2 separate regions of the Xenopus laevis genome follow, and region 2 is linked to region 1. The links are chromatin contacts, called in public Hi-C maps. All regions are on one chromosome and are shown on one strand. Each heading gives the region's core, a stretch centred on a gene start, on an enhancer-like site or on the middle of the called end of the contact. The rest is flanking DNA. Distances are from core to core; before and after follow the strand shown. Region 1 has its middle 9.5 kb from the start of s1pr4.S. Region 2 has its middle 26 kb from the start of tle1.S.

The links. A called contact is a pair of places that touch in the nucleus more often than the background predicts.
Region 2: a contact with region 1 is called in a Hi-C map of animal cap, with 5 times the contacts expected there. The contact joins two enhancer-like sites. A contact is called at or near these places in 2 of 4 Hi-C or Micro-C datasets (the XTC cell line and animal cap).

Annotation. Positions count from the first base shown.
Region 1 is chr1S:103,731,638-103,735,748 of Xenopus_laevis_v10.1, forward strand. No RefSeq gene overlaps it. Among protein-coding and RNA genes, the nearest start is that of s1pr4.S, 9.5 kb to the left of the region's middle. Within about 2 kb of position 2,029, at least 3 of the 7 cell types and tissues checked have an H3K27ac peak or open chromatin away from gene starts, as enhancers often do.
Region 2 is chr1S:103,783,377-103,787,487 of Xenopus_laevis_v10.1, forward strand. No RefSeq gene overlaps it. Among protein-coding and RNA genes, the nearest start is that of tle1.S, 26 kb to the right of the region's middle. Within about 2 kb of position 1,920, at least 1 of the 7 cell types and tissues checked has an H3K27ac peak or open chromatin away from gene starts, as enhancers often do.

The sequences.
Region 1 (4,111 bases), core at 779-3,278:
AAAAAGTCTTTGTTTATGGTGAACTCCCTATCCCCCCCCCCCAAACAAATTAACTGAAAAGGTGTTTGGAAGGTGAACAACCCCCTTTAAGAAGAAAACCTTCATTTGTTAGTTCCTCATTTGTATAGCAGACAAAAAATAACTGTTCAGAATCTCTACTTTTTCTCTGTTCTCATCGACCAACTGTCCCACACCTTCCTGCTTCATTTTCTTACTATTTACATATTCAAAAAATAATTTTGGATTCATATTACTCCCTTTTCCATCTCAATGTTAGTGTGTCTGATAGCTTTTTTGCATGAGTAATTGCCTCCTTGTACCTAATAAACGTTTCAGCTGTCCCAGCTAACTTGAAAGTCTTAAAAGCACATATTTTCTTACCCACCTCAACACCTTCAACACTTCCATTTAACCACAAAGGTTTTGCTGTACAACGATGTTCCTTGCTAGAGATATCATGAAGATGTAGGGACTAGGGACTCTAGAGGAATATCATGTGTTGTCATGAGGTACTCATGGTGATATTGCCTTGCTATGGAATACTATTCCCAATCAACATAGGTATGGCAGTGTAAATGTTCCCTCTAATTCCTTATTGGCTATGTGCACAATAAAATTATTTTGTGCACACATTTTAAACTTGTGTGTGCATTTTTAAAAACTGTGGCTGCATGTCAGAATAAATGCAACATTTTCACACTTCTTTGTGCACTCCCCTCAAAATGTATGTGTGCACAGACATATGTACTTCTATGTACTGTATTATAAGAAGGAAACGGTCCTCCCCATCTTCCACTAAACAGAATTTTAGAAAATTTAATTCATGTTTGTTAGAAATGACTTTGAATGTCTGTCACTGTGGGAAAAGCATTCCCAGGGAGTTTCTGGGGGTGGGTATAGAGAAGGGTTCCAATGTATTGTGGTACCAATAATGAGTCTGGTGTTAGTCCAAGCAGGAAGATGTGTTTTGCCAAAACTGCTTCTAGTTCTTTCCAAATTATTTTTATTGGTTTTAGAGATATACTGATTTTTTGTCAAAATATACACAGCAATTTCCGTATCGTTACATTATGATATATTACTTTGTCATGTTCCACGCAGTCATCTTCATATAAACCCATTTTTATTAATGGTATTTTGATTTCCCTGTACTTCATTATATGTGCTTGGCACTGCTCAGTCCTTCTTGCCTTCTGATCCAAATCAAGTGCTGCTGTGCCTATTGATAAAGGGGAACCCTGAAGTTACCAGCACCTCTTGATTCCCTCAGCACCCTGTGTCAATAGGCTCTGCACACTTGTATCTTATGAATCAGGTGCATACTTCACTTGTGTAAAGACCATCCGTAAATTACACTGTATGGACAATTCCATCTGATTTGCAGTGAATTGTGTGCACTGTTCGGTAACATTGGTGAACAGAATATAATTGTTATAGGCAGCACAGAACTGCACCAAATGTATAGAGACCTTTGACAAGCTGGCTTGTGAGGGACATAAACCCTGCTAACAAATTCATAGTTTATTTTCCGGTTATAGTTGTACCAAGTTGTATGTAATTCCCATATAGTTACACGTGGGGGCAGCAGAGACCACATTATAGCTCATTCACTGGCCACTTATAATGTATCATTATACATGCTTTGCATGATTTTAATTGTTCCATATTTCAAAATTTCTGATAGTTCATATAACACCAGAATCTCAGCTCAGCCATATTCAGCCATTTCACACAGTGGGGGTCATTTATGAACACTGGGCAAATTTACACCTGGGCAGTAACTATGGCATGGTAACCAATCAGATGACTGCTTTCAGTGCTCAACCTGCAGCTTGCTAAAGAAAGCAAATCACTGATTGGTTGCTATAGGTTACTGCCCATGTGCATTGTTTATAAATTAGTCCCTCATTATAATATAAAATTTGGATAATAGGTAGACTACTACCAACTGTGGATGGTGCCATGCCTTTCACTATTGTATTACAAGTTGGTTGCAGTGGATACCATGTAATATACACCTATTTGCACATGGGAAAGATTGGTGAGTGCTGACTACTTCTATAAGGGGTCCTGTAAACACCTGCTCCTTCAGCACCATCTCCCACATATGTGCCACAATTGCTTGTACTGTCCCATCGCCATATTGGTACTCGTTGTTTTCACTATTTGTCACTATAATTGCAAATGAACCTTTCTTGCAACAAGTACCAATATTAAACCACAAAAGATGGCATTTCATTATTTCCTGACTTGAGGATCCCACTTTTCAATTTTGCCTTAGGCTCCAAGTGAAAAGAACAATTACGAGTTTCTTTTATTACATTAGGAGGATGCATTACCATATGACTGGACCCTTTACTTCCATTTCACTTTCAGTCTAATCATGTCATTAGCATCACAATGAGAATTTTAAATTCTGCCATTGACAAAAATGTTCCAGTGTCCAGATCACAAGTATACTAATACTTTTCTGCATCTTTTAATACAAAGTGATATATTTATCAACCCGGGTGGGCAAATTTGCACCTGAGCAGCAACCATACTAGGTTAATACCAGGTGCAAATTTGCCCAGTTTTCATAAATGAGCCCCTGTATGTTTCATTAATTTACACAGTTTCATCCAAAGCAATACTTTCTTTTAATATATTCAATGTTACTGAAATTGATTCATGCAGTGTGGTTCAGGTAACCTAGAGTTTGGTTTAGAATAGGAGTGCCCATACTTTACAAATGCGAGGTCTACTTTTAGTGATGTTGTCCCATTATGATCTACATCCATAAAAGCATTGTTAGCATTCATGGAAAATATTACTTAAATATTGATTTATGCGAAAATGTATATTACTATATTTAACAAACAAATATTTCTTATGTAACTGTTAGATCTGCTCTATTTTGGGGTGCCAGGCTAATGACTTGTGGCAGACTGATCTTTAAATAAGTGGTATTTATTTACAAAGGAACTAAAAGGTATAACATAAAAAGGGAACTAACTAACATGGAGGGAGGTAGAAAGGGATAGGGAAGGATGCTATGGAAGGGAGTGGAAAGTGACTAACTAAAATGGTATTTACAATGCTCTTTATATACACATAAGGAAGACAAAAGACAGTCCCAGCCAATCAGGTCGATGTTAGCTGTTCTTGAAGTTGGTTCATCTCTTCTTAGATAGACAAGGGACTGAAATCAAGTTAGGATGCACTGTGAAAGAAATCCATAATCCAATGCTCCAGATATCCCTTTGTTGATCCAGCAGAGTGTCATTCCCTTTGGAACTTTTGCTATCCCTGCACCCACACCAGTGTGTCCAGTTATTTGCATCTCTTTTATATTGACATTACTGTAGCTGCAAGGATTGTTTTATGGCAGGATGACTGTTGCCCAGGCTTGCACCTTCACAGTTGCCATTGATGGAAAGGAAGATATCTGTTAACCCATTGCGTGTATGGGCTTATTGTTGAATATCCAAAATTCAGTACTACAGTAACCTTAACATAATAAATATCTGAATGAAAATCATGAAATATGAGGGTGATTTCAACAAGCTGTTTGTTGACAGTGTCTTGAGATCTACTGAACACCAACTTAAGGTCTACTGGTAGATCCCCATCTACCTTTTGGGCACCCCTGGTTTAGACTATCCTGGCTAAGTTGCATGTTCAATTGTATATATTGACCCCAATTCAAGAGATTTGGGCAAACAGCACTGATTGTAGCCATCACTCCTCTGGACCATTTTACATTCTGAGAAAGGTTCAGCTAATATTAAACGTGAACTCCGGTTTCCAAACCAAAATTTGATAAAGAGGCCCACATAACACAGAAACCCGTAATATAACCATCACAGCTACCTGTTTCTTCAAAAAGTATGAATAAATGGCATTTTCTTTGCTTAAATCCAGTTGTTCAACAGTTCTTCTCTTTCTGCATCATTTGAAATCCTGGCAGAGTAGGAGGGACTAAACACTGATGTTACAAATTGTAACAACTTCTCCACACCATACAGACAGCATGCAGGAACTACATAACCCACAATGCATTGCACTGAGATGTTCCTTTCTTTATTTAAATCACGTGTGCAGGGAATTGTGGGGTTTGGAGGATGCAGAC
Region 2 (4,111 bases), core at 670-3,169, 52 kb after region 1:
TACTTGATACCCACCAGAAATACCTGTTGGTTTGGTCCCCTTGGATTGAATATAGATACGGTACTAATTATCCAACTGCCTTTCTCAGCATTTGAATCGTTACCACTGTCTTATCTCACTTGTCACTGTTTTTATAGGATTTTCAGAACTTGTCAGCTAGTTTAATGGTCATTTGATTGTCAGTATTTTGTTTTTATTCACCAACTGTGGATGTTTATAATTTATCTATAAGCTATGTGTACATTTGTGAGCTGTTTTGATGTACCTACACGTGGAGGCTATATGGTATATTTGAAGACTCAATCTGTACTGTCTCTTACTATGCTACTGTCGGCTATTGTCAACTTTGTTTTTGTTTTGTAAACTCAATAAAAATATTGGAATATAAAAAGATTGTGAGTAATTCTTTACCTGGTTTTGTCTGCCATGTGGCTGGCCATAGATGCACGGATAATATCGTACAAAACTAATTTATGTACGATATTTGGTGTGTATGGTGGGAAAAGAGCTGACCGATATCGTCAGAAGACTTGGATATTGATTGGCTCATCAATCGGGGTGGAACAGAAAATTTTGATTGGGTGTCTTTGAAGGCACCCAAACATTGGCCATTGTTAGTGCTGAATTGTTAGAAACAGGTAGAATTCTATTGTTTCTACCTGTATATCTGACGATTCTGCACTACACGTGTGTGTAACGACCACATTATCAGGAACCTTGTTCAGTGATAGTACCCATGGACGCACAGATGAATCCTGTGGGTTCCGGTATTCACTGACGCCCTTTTGGGGCCCCGGGCTTTCTGCTGCGGAAGCTAACAGCGAGGCAAGACATATTGTCAATTTCCCAGCTGCCTCAAGTCATGTGACTTGTGCTCTGATAAACTTCAATCACTCTTTACTGCTGTACTGCAAGTTGGAGTGATATCACCCCCTCCCTTTTCCCCCCCAGCAGCCAAACAAAGAACAATGGGAAGGTAACCAGATAACAGCTCCCTAACACAACATAACAGCTGCCTGGTAGATCTAAGAACAACACTCAATAGTAAAAACTCATGTCCCACGGAGACACATTCAGTTACATTGAGAAGGAAAAACAGCAGCCTGCCAGAAAGCATTTCCCTCCTAAAGTGCAGGCACAAGTCACATGACCAGGGGCAGCTGGGAAATTGACAAAATGTCTAGCCCCATGTCAGATTTCAAAATTGAATATAAAAAAATCTGTTTGCTCTTTTGAGAAATGGATTTCAGTGCAGAAGTCTGCTGGAGTAGCACTATTAACTGATGCGTTTTGAAAAAAACATGTTTTCTGATGACAGGATCCCTTTAACAGCAATTATACTGAAATTGTGGAAGGGGGAAGATGATTGAGCAGGTGCTGGATGATGACATGGGAGGGTTGGTGGGATGTATTACGCTACAATAAAATAAAACTTTCACTGGGTGGAGACAAGAGCAAATGACAGAACTTCCGCTGAGGAAGGAATTACCTGGGGACAATGATCGTTTATGGTATGACTCAGAGGGATGAATTGCACTGCAGTGGGATGGCCATGTGTTGTAAATGAAGGTGAGGCTTGGAGATATACAGGTGGAGGGGAGATGATTATAGCTAGAGGTAGGAGCAGAGTGATTTAGATCTAAGCAGGAAAGAGCAGCATTGATTACTACAGATGGAATGCAGTTTTGCAATTGGTGGAGTGGTGAAAACTCAGATAACTGCTAAGGGAGAAATTCTGGACTATGGACTCAAAAATACATCTTGTTTGGAAGTTTGGCTTATAGTAACTTTATCACATCTTGCACAGGGACTTTTTCTTACTGGCATATTTGTTTATCAGTGAGAGCAGGCCGCCCTGAGGGTGGGGCTTGGAAAAACAGCAAGGGGTTGCCTTAAAGGACGTCAACCGGAAAACAGTATTTTTTTTGCCTGATGAAAGAATAATTCTAAGCAACTTTGCAATATACGTTCATTACAATTTTTCTATGGCTTTTAGGTTATTTATGAATGTATTGCTATTGAAAGCAGTGTTTGTCCCTTTCTATGCTCTGCCCTGATGGCGCAGACTTTTGAAACAATGTAACACAAGCAAAGGGATGGACAGACCTGTCTTGCTGGGGGAGACTATTTTTTGCAAAATTGTTTAAAAAGTAACAACGAGGAGTTAAGCAAATGCTGCTTTCATTAGCAATTACATTTACAAATAAGAATTGCCACTTCACCCCTTTAAAACCAAACACACGTGGAATCCACAGCATGGCTAATTAGCAATTCATTTAAATGCATGCTGCAGACTGAACAGATTTATGTGCAGCCATGCATCATGCATCTAAATGAATTGCTAATTAGCCATGCAAGCTGTGGATTCCACGTGTGCTCGGTTTTAAAGGGGTGAGGTGACAACCCTAAGCACTAACAGTTATTATCTATAAATTTGATTATCGTTTATACCAGCCGCAGCAGTAAAATAACATCCTTGTGGCAGCCCTATTTATGTCTCAGCTTGGCACACACATACTGTAAGTGAACTTTTATGTGTAATCACCAGCTTAGGGGACACAGTTTTAAAAAAAGAAAATGGTAAGCATGATTGAAATGGGACTGGGGAAACTCCCATTCAGCATTCCAACTGCATGGCCATCAGAAAAATAAATCTAGCCTTTCCATACAATGCAGTAACTTATTGTAATGGAGTGGACAACGACTTGGTTATACAATTTATATTGCAGGGTGCAGTCTGTTTTTTCTTTGTAATCATCTGCCTTGTTGCCGAGCTCTCTTTTTAACATAGCATATGAAAGCATTCTGCTTATTATTATTATTAACATGTATTTATATAGCGCCAACATATTGCGTAGCACTGTAAAGTAAATGTAAATTATACAACTAAATCACATGAATTATATACATAGAACATATGAAGTTACATACATCACAATCAATACAGGTACAAAAGGTGAGGAAGGCCCTATGCATAGGCATACAGTCTAAAGGGAAGGGAGTAATACACAAGGTGTGGGAGTGGGCAAGATCGAATTAAGTGGGTGAGAAATGTGGTACTGTATGTGGTGTTGCGTTTGGTAGTTAAGCAGAGTGAGGGTAGGCTTCTCGAAAGAAGTGCGTTTTAAGAGATTTCTTGAAAGCAGAAAGGTTGGGAGAAAGTCGGACAGACCGTGGGAGAGAGTTCCAGAGGAGGGGTGCAGCCCTTGCAAAGTCTTGAATGCGAGCATGTGAGGAGGTAATGAGATAAGAGTTGAGTAGCAGGTCAGTAGAGGAGCGTAGTAAGCAGTTGGGTGAGTATATAGAGATGAGTTCAGAGATTTAGGGTGGGGCAGAGTTATGAAGTGCTTTGAAAGTCAGTGTCATTCATTTGAATTTGATTCTGAAAGGTAACGGAAGCCAGTGCAGGGATTGACAGAATGGCGAGGCAGAGGATGAGCGGTTGCTGAGGTGTATGAGCCTCGCAGCATTTTTGGACTGGAGAGGTGACAGTCTCTGGATGGGAGGGCCAATTAAAAGAGAGTAACAGTAGTCTAGCCGTGATATGATGAGAGAGTGAATAAGAATTTTGGCAGCATCTTGGGTGATAAATGATTGTATTTTGGATATGTTCCTTGGGTGGAAGTGACATGATTTAATAAGTGACTGGATATAAGGAGTGAATGACAGAGCAGAATCTAGGATAACCCCAAGGCACCGGGCCTGGGGAGAGGGTGTGATAGTGGAATTGTTAATTATGATGTATACTTCCAGGATGTTGCTTATTCTCGTTCTATCATATTCTCGGATTGTAGGGAATACAACAGAACATTAGTTTATTTCTCTAAATCTATTTGACAGACCAAAAGCCAATTAACCTGCTTGTATGTTTATGGAGTGTAGGAGAAAACTGAAGTACACAGACACAAGGAAAATATATAAACTACTTGCCGGTAGTATAAATTAATATTACAGGTAGAAGTTAGGAAGTTTAATGGATATCTGAAAATATTATCAACAGCAGGAGTGGGTGGCATCTAAATTGCTAGCAGTACTTGGAAGCGTGCCTGCTGTATACTCATTTCTATAAATATAGCTACTGTATATGACTCTGCACTGCCCTCTGCTGCTG